2 separate regions of the Triticum aestivum genome follow, and region 2 is linked to region 1. The links are chromatin contacts, called in public Hi-C maps. All regions are on one chromosome and are shown on one strand. The core of a region is the stretch at or near the end of the contact, and the rest is flanking DNA. Distances in the headings are between cores, read along the strand shown. Region 1 holds the start of LOC123046518. Region 2 holds the start of LOC123046519.

Evidence for each region. A called contact is a pair of places that touch in the nucleus more often than the background predicts.
Region 2: a Hi-C map of leaf shows a contact between it and region 1, with 4 times the contacts expected there. The contact joins the promoter of LOC123046519 here to the promoter of LOC123046518 in region 1. A contact is called at or near these places in 3 of 5 Hi-C or Micro-C datasets (leaf and root) and 1 of 1 datasets of contacts at active chromatin or transcription factors (leaf).

Annotation. Positions count from the first base shown.
Region 1 is chr2B:654,545,171-654,552,067 of IWGSC CS RefSeq v2.1, forward strand. It overlaps LOC123046518, which reads left to right and starts at 3,555. Exons shown (of 3, transcript XM_044469910.1): 1 at 3,555-4,071; 2 at 6,388-6,476. The coding sequence starts at 3,624. The coding sequence ends at 6,452.
Region 2 is chr2B:654,810,927-654,817,823 of IWGSC CS RefSeq v2.1, forward strand. It overlaps LOC123046519, which reads left to right and starts at 3,714. Exons shown (of 6, transcript XM_044469915.1): 1 at 3,714-4,018; 2 at 6,311-6,897. The coding sequence starts at 6,438.

The DNA of each region.
Region 1 (6,897 bases), core at 2,305-4,804:
TTCGAGTTGCACCCAGCGCATCAGAGATTCATCTACTTTGATCCAAGCCCTAAACCGGAGGCAATCCCCAGAGGCAAATCCTTTCTCATCCGCATCCAGTGCTACCACCTCTCCCACCATGCCTGCAATACGCTTTGGCCATGGCAGACATAACAGATTAAACGGGAGGTTGATCACCCGCGCCCAAATCTTGATCTTATCGAACTTAAGCTCTGAAGGACGCGATCTGATGTTAAACCTCTCTAAACCACACAGTGCTTTACCACCATCCATGGACCTCCTTCAAAGATCCGATCACAGTCCCGCTTGATAGCGAAACTAGCTAGAAAAACATTCTCTCCTTTTGGCCGGAAGCTTAGACCCCTCGGGTTGCCCCACGCCGGGCGCAGGGCCTCCTCAATGGTATTGACATGAAACGCCTCCCGAAACAAAACCTTCCCGATTAGTGCATAGGGTTCTTCGATCCTCTCTTCTTCCTCCTCATCAATCACAAGCTTCGTTTTCTCCTTCTCCGTAAGATCCAAACGATCCATCATCTGCTCGACCGTCTCAGTCTCCTTCATCTTTCCCCTCCTTCCTCCCGTGGCGCTCGATTCCGCCATCAGTTCGCCCAGCCTTCCCCCGATCCCCTCCACCCAGTGACCCCAAGGGTGGGAAAGGACGCAAAGGTCCCCCCTTGATCACCCCGAGCAATCAAACTGCAGCATACCGGCGATCGGAGAGCATATAAGCCGGCGATCTTCAAAACCCTAGCCTTGAGCCTCTGAGATCGCCTCGCGCGCCGCCTCACCACTCGAAACCCTAGGATACCGGTTTGGGGCTACTCCGCCCTAACCCTGCGTGTCATCTACCTACCATGGTCCGCCTCCTCGCGTGACCCCTAACCCTAGGGTGCCCTACCGCTCTGAGGTCCTCACTGCACCCCCACCGCGCCCTCTTGGACAAGGTGAAGCTGATCGAGATCGACCTATTCGAGGAATCACCTCATCCACCTGGTTCAGTCATTTCCCCCCTATTGGTTCCATCATCTTCCTCCTCTCCACAACACAATGACAGACCTAGAGTCCTTGCATCGGGGTGTTAAATAGTTCAATTTGATCTAAAAATCATCACAATTTGATAAAAGAAACTCCTTGCTACATCTCGAGCTTGCGTTGGATTTCCCCGAAGAGGAGAGGATGATGCAGCACAATAGCGTAAGTATTTCCCTTAGTTTTTGAGAACCAAGGTATCAATCCAGTAGGAGACCACGCGCAAGTCCCTCGTACCTGCACAAAACGATAGCTACTCGCAACCAACGCTTAGGGGTTGTCAATCCCTTCACAGTCACTTACGAGGGTGAGATCTTATAGAGATAATATTTTTGGTATTTTTGGTATAAAGATGCAAAGTAAAAAGTAAAAGCAAAAGCAAGTAAATAAAGTGATGGAGATTGATATGATGAGAATAGACCCGGGGGCCATAGGTTTCACTAGTGGCTTCTCTCAAGAGCATAAGTATTCTACGGTGGGTGAACAAATTACTGTTGAGCAATTGACAGAATTGAGCATAGTATGAGGTTATCCAGGCAATGATCATGTATATAGGCATCACGTCCGTGACAAGTAGACTGAAACGATTCTGCATCTACTACTATTACTCCACTCATCGACCGCTATCCAGCATGCATCTAGAGTATTAAGTTAAAAACAGAGTAACGTCTTAAGCAAGATGACATGATGTAGAGGAATAAATTCATGCAATATGATAAATACCCCATCTTGTTATCCTTGATGGCAACAATACAATACGTGCCTTGCAACCCTTTCTGTCACTGGGTAAGGTCACCGCAAGATTGAACCCAAAGCTAAGCACTTCTCCCATTGCAAGAACTACCAATCTAGTTGGCCAAACCAAAGGGATAATTCGAAGAGACTTGCAAAGATAACTCAATCATACATAAAAGAATTCAGAAAAGAATCAAATATTTTCCATAGATAAGCTGGATCATAAACCCACAATTCATCGGTCTCAACAAACACACCGCAAAAAGAAGATTACATCGAATAGATCTCCACGAGAGAGGGGGAGAACATTGTATTGAGATCCAAAAAGGGAGAAGAAGCCATCTAGCTACTAACTATGGACCCGAAGGTCTGAAGTAAACTACTCACACTTCATCGGAGGGGCTATGGTGATGATGTAGAAGCCCTCCGTGGTAGATGCCCCCTCCGGCGGAGTTCTGGAACAGGCCCCAAGATGGGATCTCGCGGATATAGAAAGTTGCGGCGGTGGAATTAGGTTTTTGGCTCCGTCCCCGATCTGTTGGGGGTACGTAGGTATATATAGGAGGAAGGAGTACGTCGGTGGAGCGTCAGGGGGGCCACGAGGAAGGGGGGCGCGCCCAGGGGGGAGGGCGCGCCCCCCACCCTCGTGACCGCCTCTGACACTTCTTGGAGTAGGGTCAAAGTCTCCTGGATCACGTTCGGTGAGAAGATCACGTTTCCGAAGGTTTCATTCCGTTTGGACTCCGTTTGATATTCCGTTTCTTCGGAACACTGAAATAGACAAAAAAACAGCAATTCTAGGTTGGACCTCCGGTTAATAGGTTAGTCCCAAAAATAATATAAAAGTGAAAAATAAAGCCCATTAAGTCCAAAACAATAGACAAAGTAGCATGGAGCAATCAAAACTCCTCCAATAGCATTCGATTGTTGTACGATTAGTGTCTAATATATGTTGAAAACTAGAGGGGTGCCATGATGGTTCCCTCACTAGATCTGCCACTGCCACAATATCACTGGCATGCTACCACTTGTCGTCCATCATTATCTCCCACCAGTTGCAGCCCGTGTGTTGCCGCAACGCCTGAGCCACCTCCTTCGTTGAGTTGTTGCCGCCCCGCTCCGCCCATCCCTCGAAAACCCTCATTCTCCGGTGCCCATTTACCACCTCCCCTTGGCGAGGTTGGTGGGTGCGGCGTCTCGTCTATGGCTCGAGCTTTATGTCCTTGTTCTCCATAAATCATCTCGAAAAAAGGATAATTGCCTCAAGACTAAAAATGCAAAAAAAAATCACAAGGGAAAATATATGTTGTGTAACTATAGAGAAAAAGCAAAACTTTAATTAATTAATAAGAGAAATAAAACGGTGAGATCTCATCTTTCCCATCTATAGCTTGAGCTTTGCGCCTTCGTTTTCCTCGAGAAATCATCTCGGAAATAAAACAGTTGTCTAAAAAAACAAATGAAAAGAAACATATCAGAGTGAAAAATACATGTTATGTCGACAATGACGGCGTCTGTGGCGACTTCACAAATCTCAAGATGATATGCAGGCTCTTGGAGGTGGTTATAGGGGGTAGAGTGTGCGTGAAAGCGTTCATGGGGTGGGTGCATGCTCATGTATTTGAGGGACTTTGATTGTACTCTGCTAAAAAAAGCGTAAAAGAAATAAAATGCATTTGAGACTTAGAAATTGCATTTCCCCTTGACCACGGGTTGGACCCCGCGCGCCAGCCACCGATTCGCTCACTGCCGATGACACGCGGGCCCCACGCACAACCTCCATCGTCTTCGTCTCCGTCTGGGGCGAGTCGCGTGTCAAATCTTCCCATTATCCGCGCGATCCCCTAGCCATCTACCATGGCCCGCCTCCTCGCGCGAACCCTAACCCTAGGCCGCCCGGCCGCTCCGGGGTCCTCCCTGCAGCCCCACCGCGCCCTCTCAGACAAGGTGGAGCTGATCGAGATCGACCTCTCCGAGGAATCCGCCTCCTCCACCTCATCCGGCGACTCCGCGGAGGAGCCGATGGGGATGGGGCGCCTGAACGACGCCATCCGCGGTGTCCTAGTGCGGCGGGCCGCTCCGGAGTGGCTCCCCTTCGTGCCTGGGGGATCGTACTGGGTGCCGCCGATGCGGCGGCCGCTCGGGGTGTCCGATCTCGTCGGCACGGTCGTCTACAGCGCGAGGGGCGCCGTCGATACGGCGGAGATGGCGAGAGCCACCATGGTTAAGGCCGCGATGACTAAGGAGGAGGCCATGTGCTTCACCACGCAGCGGGGCTGGCCGTCAGAGGCCTATTTCGTCCAAGGTGAGGTCGATGAGACTTGTTTGGATTGCGAAATGATGATGTGTTATGGGTGCATAGCCTTGGAGCTGAGCTGCCACGTTTAATCTGTGGGCGAAGCACGGAAGGGCGCATCTGCCCCTGGCATCCAAAATGAATGCTAAAGCCGGAAAATTCAAACACGTACAATGATGTCTTACCATTCTCTATCCTCTAGCTGGATACTTGACCTTCTGCAGTTATAAATCATGGACCATTTTGCGCTTTATAACATGTTCTTGGAATTCTGTTTCTCCCCCAAGTGAAATCAATCCTAATCAACCATGATAGACTGTGCATATCATTAGCTTTGGGTTATATATTATGCGGTGCCTGATAAATTGCTCGCTATGGACATTTGATATGTGTTTGGATGATTTAGTTTATGCAAAATATATATTATTATTTTTCTGCTGTACCACTTCCACCATGTGAAATTTAGTATGGGAGATATGCTACCTGATGAAACATGTATGATAGGCCATTTTAATAGGTATAGGAAGTTATGAGGATTTTTCCATAGTAGATGACAAATGACATAGTTTGTGGGATACAGAAAACTTCTGATAAATCATTTTTCTCTGTTCCATTTCATGCTTTTGCCTGTACTATTATGTTATTCTGTTTTGCTGGTTCACCAAATTCAACTGCATGGTTATAGTATCATTGCGTACACTTTCAAAATGGATAGTGCAGTTAGTGATTGTGATTTTTTCTGGAATGCACATCCAAATACGTGTCACTGTGCTGTAGCGATCGTGATTGTTTAACTTAGTATTGTTTTGTTTAAGATGAATACTCCTTTTGTTAGCTCATGCAGGCCATGATGATTCTACTAGCTGACTGTAATTTTTATGCAGTTTTATGTTAATTGGCATATGCATCTGCATTTCTGCAAGTTATTTGTCTTTGCCTGATGAATCTTAACAACCTAACAGACCTCCTAATCCACAATTTAATACTGGAAATTTTGCCTTTCTGGTTGAAGATAATTAATCCATTCAAATTCAATGCAGTGTACATAGGTCGGATCACCATGACTTTATAGTGTATGTGGATGCTCTGAGATCCTCCACATAAATGTTGCGAAAAATACTTTTTTTTCATGAGGTAGTCATTTATTTGATCTAGTGTCTTTAAATTAAGTCTTGCAAGTTACTAGTAATCCTAGTAGTATAACCAGGCCCAGGAGTGGTGCCCTTATGTAATAGCACATTCTTCAGTTGGAGGTTTAACAGTCAGTATTCAGTGAGGTTATAACTGGTATGAAAATGATAATGATTCGCATACGACTTAAATGACTTCATATGTATGACGGTCGTACAACGAAACACCATAACAGTAGCAATACTGAAAATCCTGTATACATGCTATACTAGCCTCCATGCCCATATATACTCACAAACATTCATCCTGTTTCTTATGCTTTATTTGTGTTCAGTATATTTAGGTTTTGAACGTTGTTGGTCTGACAGACATATCCTTTGATCTCCTCTCTAAGAGAAGAGAAAGGTCCAAAAACTTGATTTTTTAAGGAGAAACCTTGACTTTTGGTAGAGTCTCTTGTTGTTTTCTATGCAGCATCTAATTATTTTTAAACATTTTTGTACTTGACCAAGTAATATTAGCGCCATAAAGGTGCTTATATTTTAATTTGTCTAGACAACGGTTATAAGCAGATCGGTAGACATAGAGAAGGATATCCTGGTGGGCCTTAGAATTTGGACTTGATGTGTGAGCAGGCTTCTTCTTTTCCACTCTAGGTAGAGGTTGCTGATATTGGTTTGTCATGTGATGCCTGTTGTGTCGTACAACCATCATAAAAGAAATATTGAAACATCAGACATCATATATATAGTGGCGCCAAAATAAAGAAAACCTGGGTTGGTTGAGACATCTAGTCATGTGTTCGACAACTTCGGAGTTGTCTTATAAACATTGGTGGGTTGGACATTTGATGCTGTTTTCCACTATTAGAATTATGTAGGGTATATATATTGGGTCTAGCATACTGCGCTACTGCTACCTTGAGGCCCAAAATGGTTACAACTGTCTTGTACCAGATATGATTTGGTGTGTGAGGCTTATGTTGAGTACTGTCTGGTTTTGAGTTAGATTTATGTTTTGGAAGAGGTGATGGACTGAGTGTAGTTTGATTACATTGGTTACAGATTATCCATGAGTCTTATGAGTTAATAGATGCATGTGCATGCAAGACCTTGATTGTTAGATTGGGAACTTCCCCTTTTGGCTGTGCTCTTCATTATTGTTTGGTAAGCTAATAATTAGTTTCTGTTAAAGGGAAAGTTTGGCATCCAGTGAAGAAGTCAAGGAAAAATGCTAAAACTGATGATGAGGAAAGCTAATTTGTCCTTGCAAGTTTACCTGGGGTAAGTTTGTTCACATTCCTTAGGATAATGTTTTAGTTACTCTATTGGTCTAACTGTCATTGGTATTCTATGCCACCATTTGATTTGAACTCTAGCCTTTAGGTGTGTCTTGTTTTATTGTTGTCACATTATGCCGCCATCTACACATGATATATCCTTTTCGTGCATGCTCTGATGATGTCAACACTAATACCCTTTTTGCTGGAAAGAGTACAATAATACAGTAGCTTACTGCAGTTCATTTGCGATAGACTAGAGTGGATAACTTGCTGGCTCCGATTATCATCACCTGGAATGTTACTATTGCCACTTTTGGGCAAGTGTTATTACGGATAATGTGATGCAGGGGCCCTTGCTGATTGACAGTCGTCGACTAGTGTTTACCTTAGTTTATCTAAAAACATCTGTCCAGTAATCCAGT
Region 2 (6,897 bases), core at 2,464-4,963, 270 kb after region 1:
GTGGGAACCTTATTCCATCATCTCCTTGATGCGATGGATCTGGTGGTGTTTGTTGTTTCTATGACGGATCACATCTCGTGTGGTGTCGTCTTTATTTGGGAGAAGATGAAGGTCCAAGAACAAGGTTGGAGGCTTGTGGGTGGCAGTTCTGGTATTTTGCCTCGACGACATCGACGACATGCAACGGATCTGGGTTTCGAGGAGCACGGGAATGATCCTCGATCGACGCGCCACAGCGACAATGTCCTTGTCGGCGGCAGGCCCTTTCTTGGGCTCACAAAGCCTTTATGGGCGATGGTGTTTCTTCGTCTCCGAAGATGGCAAGTGGCAACGATGGCTGTTGCAGAAATCTACTTCAATGGAGTTTTTTTGCAATTATTTCTAGACATGTGTCCTCTCTCCTTTTCTATCATGGTTTTCATGATCTCGTGTTGTAATATGACATCTGTTTAATGGTATTATGATTTTTCTCAAAAAAAGGACAAGGGTAGCTATTTTCTTAGCTCTAGGATCCTTTATAATAGGTACTCCCTCCGTCCGAAAATACTTGTCATCAAAATGGACAAAAAGAGATGTATCTCGAACTAAAATACGTCTAGATACATCCCCTTTTATCCATTTTGATGACAAGTATTTCCGAACGGAGGGAGTAGGTCATAAAACAACCTTTGCAAGGTAGGATGAGTACGGATAAATCTTTTCTCAAGTTTAAGAACAAGTGTTGAAATAGATTCTGCATAAGTTTTAGTTCTTTTGAGTATAGGAGTATCATCACAAGTCAAAGTTCCAACACAATTAAAAATTTCTTGGATGGCACCTTTTCCTATAACATTTCCTTGTCCCAAAACAAAAGTTTTAGCATCCAGATTAGTAGAACGTCCAATTTTAGGAGTTCTACCATCATCCATTTCTGCCATACCAAAATCACTCATGATGATAGGTTCAAAGAGGCAAACAAGAAAAAGGCAAACGAAAAATATTTTTCTATTTCTGTAAAAATTGTTTAGACATGGGGAAGATGAAAACGAGACAAATGTCAACTAAAGTAAATTGCAAGGAGATGAAAGTTTATGCGTAGGCACTTGATAGATGTTGATGATATCTCCCCGGCAATGGCGCCAAAAATTCTTCCTGATTGCTTCTATCTACGTTGGTATTTCCCCGAAGAGGAAGGGATGATGCAACACAACAAAGGTAAGTATTTTCCTCAGTTACGAAATCAAGGTTATCAATCCAATAGGAGAATCAAGCAACACTATGTAAACGGCACCTGCACACAAATAACAAATATTTGCAACCCAACGCGTAAAGGGGTTGTCAATCCCTCAATGGTATTGAGATAGATTAAATTATATGAGATTTGATAAATAGACTTAACTAAAATACAAAATAAAAAAAAATAAAAAAAATTGCAGCAAGGTATTTTTGATTTTTATATGATAGAAAATATACTCGGGGGCATAGTGTTCACTAGAGGCTTCTCTCGAGAAAATAGCATATGGTGCGTAAATAAATTACTGTTGGCCAATTGATAGAAAATCAAATAATTATGACGATATCAAAGTGAAAGGATCGATATATAGTAAAAAATCTGTCAAATTTGTTTGTGATTTTGTTTTTATCTTTGGGAAGGGTAGTAGGGGTGCCTCCAATTCATTCATCTCTAGTAAATCTTTTGTCCATTTTGCTTGTGATTTTGTTATTATCTTCGGGGAGGGTAGTAGGGGTGCCTCTAATTCATTCATCTCTAGTAAATCTCTTGTCCATTTTGCTTGTGATTTTGTTTTTATCTTTAGGAAGGTAAAAGGGTTTCCTCTGATTCATTTCTCTCTTGAATAACTTTTTGTTTTGTTTTGATTTTCATCTTCATGAAGGGTATAGGGGTGCATCTAATTCAATCAACCCTAGTAGAACTTTTGTGAATTTGGTCTTCTCTAGTAAGATCCATGCACTGATTTACAATCAACCCTAGTATAGCTTTTGTGAATTTGGTGTGCGATTTAGAATTGAGAATCAGTATTTCCCTTGGGGATAATCTCCAGATCTTGATGTGCGGTGGTCGGGACCAGGTGACTTTTGCGCTCATGTTAGCGGGTTAACGGGTGTTTTTTTTTTCCAGTCCATCTTCTTTTCGGTGGGCTTCACCCTCTTGTTGAGGGAAGGCCGAATTGGTTGTTTTGAAGGAAATCAACTCACAGGGAATTTGGGTCACTCATTTTGTTTCAACCGAACTTCTGTTTGTTAATTTCATTTTAAATAATAAATAAATGGTTAAGAAGAGTTTGGCTCACGCAAAAAACAAAATTCAGTCAACGGATCAGTTGCTACTTCCATACTAGTACATTGCAGGGAGACGTCATTAGACACTACATTGCATATTCAGCAAGGTATCTAGAAAGGAGATACGTACAATACCGCTCTTTAATTGGCCAACCCCTAGACGAGTGTCCGTATTTTTAGCTAGTGCCACACGTACAATACATACCCTTTGGCCATGTGCCACAGACACAGACTGGGGGTCGCAGAGAGGAGACGAGGCACGCACTGTAGCGCCGTGCAACCGCGCGCTGTGCTGCACGAACGTCGGTCGGGCCCGGCGGTGCCCGTGCAGGTCCGTAGGGCGTGAACCGTATGCGAGCATCACGTGTAGGGTGGGCTGTGGTTGGGGGTCGCCAAGAGCAGAGCAGAGCAGAGCCCGAGCCGACCGTTGGTAATCTACCAGCACGCACCACACGCGCATAACATAATCCTCGTTCCTCCATGATTTTGGATGCACCCGTCGTCCGGCCCGTTGGCACCACACACACGCGCCTCGGACGGAGCGACGGAGCCGAGACATGGCGTGTGCGTGTGCCGGTCGATCGCCTCCGCCTCCGCCTCGTGCGCACCTACCGGCATGTCGTGGGTTCTGCGATACCTGCGCTGTGTCGTGTCCGGCCGGCCCGGCCGGAGAGACGGGGAGGGAGGAGACTTTCAGTGCAATCCACTCAAACGCGCACACCAGAGCAGAGCAGAGCAGAGCGATTAGTTGGCTGGCGCGAGCGATCATGTACCATACCACCATCACCACGATCATGATGGTTGCTTGCAAGCGATCATTAAGCTAACACTAACAGGGCCGTTAATTACGACCGCTAGTACCACTCCAGTGGCGCACTTTGATATTCGTTCATGGCTGTTGCTCTCAGGCTCACAGAGCCACTCGAGCGATTTCTTCTTACGCATCCAAATTGGTTATTTCCGAAAGGAGCAACACTGCTGGACAGAGGTCGAACGGGACGGAGCAGTAGATCATCAGCACCCCCGAAGAAAAGAAAGAGGAGGATTTGCATCCCGCACCGACGCAACAATTAATCGCGCGCTGTTAACGGAAAGAAGGAGGAAAACGCAGCGCACCGTCGCAATCATCTCCCCGACTGGTAGCGCCACCCAACCAATTGGCATTTACCCCAAGTAATTAATTAGAAATTACTCCTCCTACTTAGTACTACTACTACTGCCACTGCCAGCCAGTAACTCTTTCGAATTCGCCAAGACAAAAATGTACTACTCACATGCAAAAAAAAAAGTTTTAGAAAAAAGAACAATCCAGGGGCATTATGGTCATTTTGCTCAGCAGCTACAGTAGTAGCGAGCAGCTGCATCACGGGGGAGGAGAGAGAGTCGTTCGTCGTGGGAGTAACAGACAGACAGCACACCGCAGAGAGAGAGAGAGAGGGAGAGGGAGAGGGAGAGGGAGAGGAGCTGAAAGGCGTCGTACGCGCTCCCACCATCCCCCACCCCCCTCGCGCTGCATTATTTTCTCTCTCTCCCTCCCCTCTCCGCCTCCCCGCTTATTCTCTCTCCCCCTTCCTACTCTCTGTCCCCCGTCTGCTCCATTTGTGCTGTGCGCGCTCCCCTCCCCTCCCCACCCACTCCCCCCATTCCGTCGGCGCAGCAGGCAGGCGAACGGAGCTCACTCCCCCCTCCCTCGCTGATTTCCTCCCTCCCAAGAGAAGATGTCCGCCGTCCCCTCGAGGTATGCAGAGATTTCCCACGCCTCCACCGGAAACCACTGCCGTTTCTGCGGGTTCTTGGCCCCTAAGCGCGCCATTGCCGTCTCTCCCCCGTGCTTCTTGGTTCGGGCGAGTTCCGATATTTTTTTCCTTGCTTAGACGAATCTGCTCCGTCGTTCCGGGAGGAGGGGAGGGGTGGTTGCGGGAAACGAACGTCCTTTTTGCCACGAAAGGTGGTGGTTGTGGTGCTCCTTGCCGCGATTCTTGGGGACCGCCAGCGTCGCTAATGCGGTGCCTCGCTGTTTCCTTGTGTCGGTGGAGCCAGATTCCGGCGGGATTTCCACAGATTCGTCTTTCCCGGGGCTTCGACCTGTGAGATGCGGGCAGGGATTGGGCTTTCTAGTCGCTATATGTATTTACGGACTTTTTTTATTCGGAGTTTTGGGGAATTACTGGAACATATTTGTCTTGTGGTCGAGGAATCATTTCTCACCTACCACTTCTTGGCGGAATGCTATTTCTAGTCGTAATTTCTGAAATTTTATAAAAGGGGTATTTTGCCTTCTTGTTTTTTCAGAAATATGCCTAGATCTGGCACTAGTTCATCCATCTTTTTCTCTTTTTGCGGGTGACTAAGTTCATCGATCTGAAACGGGCATTGCCCCAGTGAACTTTGCTGCCATGCTGCGATTTATTTTCCAGCGTTACTTTGTTCGTATGCAGGCCTGGTTGGCTAGGATCTAGTAGATGTCATGCAAATCGATTACTCACTGCACGAGTAGAATGGTGTCAATATTTACCATCCTGGTTGCTCCAAATAACTATGTTTGTTGTTATCACTGGGAGTCCTTTGCTCAAGCTTCAAGCTATATCTCTTTTTTGAATGAACTTCAAGCTATATCTGAGATCTGATGTTGTCCTTGGCAACTTCACTGCACACTGGAAGTCATATTTCAACCGTGTTAGGGGGTGGGACACACTTTTCTTGCCGATGATGTTATCATAACTCTCAAAATTTACCAGTTTCTTTTTTCTGCATACATTTCGGCGTGCTTAGTTATTTCAGGGGAGACGTCTCCATGAATCCTGCATGTTTCCAGAGTTTGTCTATAGCTTCATTTGGGGGGAATGCTATATTATCTGATTCCAACTTGACTTGTCATATCAGGTTCTATGTCTGAAACTTGTTATAGGGTTATATCTGAATCTTGAAGTAGATCTACTACGGCTGAGTCCTTCGCTTCACGTATGTTTTGGTTAGCTACCTCTGCTATATTGAACGTTTTTTTTCAGTAACTTGTGTCCTAGAATGGTGTTGCCAATGATTATGATAGAAAAAGATTTGAGTCATCGTTATAACAGTCACTCATACTAGCCTATTACTAGGGGCACTTAATAGGAAAGCATGAAATCTGCCATCATACACTTATATGCTGCACTTATAAATATCTGAAAATCTTAAGGCATTTCGTATGTACCAGCGTACACATATAATGTGCCCACACAGTAATGAAACAAAGCCATTTTTGGTAAGTGCCAGGTAAAATCTGTAGCATCACTGGCATCTATCATTGCAAGACATACATAAATGCCAGCTAAACCATATGCATGTGTGTGATAGCTGAGAAGCAAGCTGGCCAATAATTGGCGTGCGTCTGGAAAGTGAAATTTCCTCTCTCCTAAAATTAACCCAAGCCATTCTTTCTCCCCCAATCAATTCTGCAGCATTCTTCACCTCGCTTTGGACCCTTAGTGCCTGCCCCTCACCGCTCCATCGCCGCCACTCATCCCTCACCTAACCCTCATAGCCTGCCGCACCATGCCATTGCTCCTGTCACTGGTGCCCTCTCCCTTTGAGCCGTACATGAAGGAACTGCTTGATTGCATTGTCTTTTCATGACGTGCAAGTTTTTACACCAGTGTCAGACAAAAAAAAGTCTGACAAATTAGTAAATATGCTTAGCATAAGGTGTTTGCTTGTTAAGTCGTCTGAATAAACTTCAAAGTGGAAACACAAATGTATGACGCGCTAAATTTTCTCTGAAGAGTTGGTTCTTATTCTATATATTTTTGTTGTTTTGTCCCATGCATCAATTTTCTAATTAGCTCATGTTTTGCTATAGTCAACCCACTCTGATGTAAAAGCTGTTCATTTAAAATCCCGTGGATGATCAGTATTATTGTGGTTCTTACTAACATCAATTTTTTCTTTATCTGCATGCTATTTGTTCTAAAGTGATTATCTCTTGGTCACATATTGGCAAAATGTACTTCACATGCGTCGGCTATTTATATATTATTATGTCCTTTTTCAGGAGCTGATTCAAGGTGTAGGTTGTACTATGTGAGAAGGACAGCTGTGCACATCAAGACTCAAATTAGCTTCGCTTGATTACACTTCAGCTGGTTGAATAATATACTTGATTTTGGTGGTTCAAAAACATGGGTTCTAGATTTCCATCACATCAGCTGAGCAGTGGCCTTTATGTTTCTGGCCGACCTGAGCAACCTAAGGAGAAGGCCCCGACCTTTGGATCCAATGTGATGCCATACACTGGTGGTGACACCAAGAAATCTGGAGAGCTTGGGAAGATGTTTGAGCTCCATGCTGAAAGATCTAGAAAATCTGGTCCTCTAGGCAATGCGCCTTCGAGAAATCCTTCATTTGGCGGTGCTGCCTCCAACTCTGGACCTGTGTCTAATGCTGGCGGTCGGTCAAACTACTCCGGTTCTCTTTCATCTTCAGTTCCTGGCGCTGGAGGATCAGCAAGAGCAAAATCTAATTCCGGACCACTCAATAAGCATGGAGAACCAGTAAAGCGGTCATCTGGTCCCCAGTCTGGAGGTGTGACCCCAATGGCTCGCCAGAATTCCGGCCCTCTCCCTCCAATGCTTCCTACGA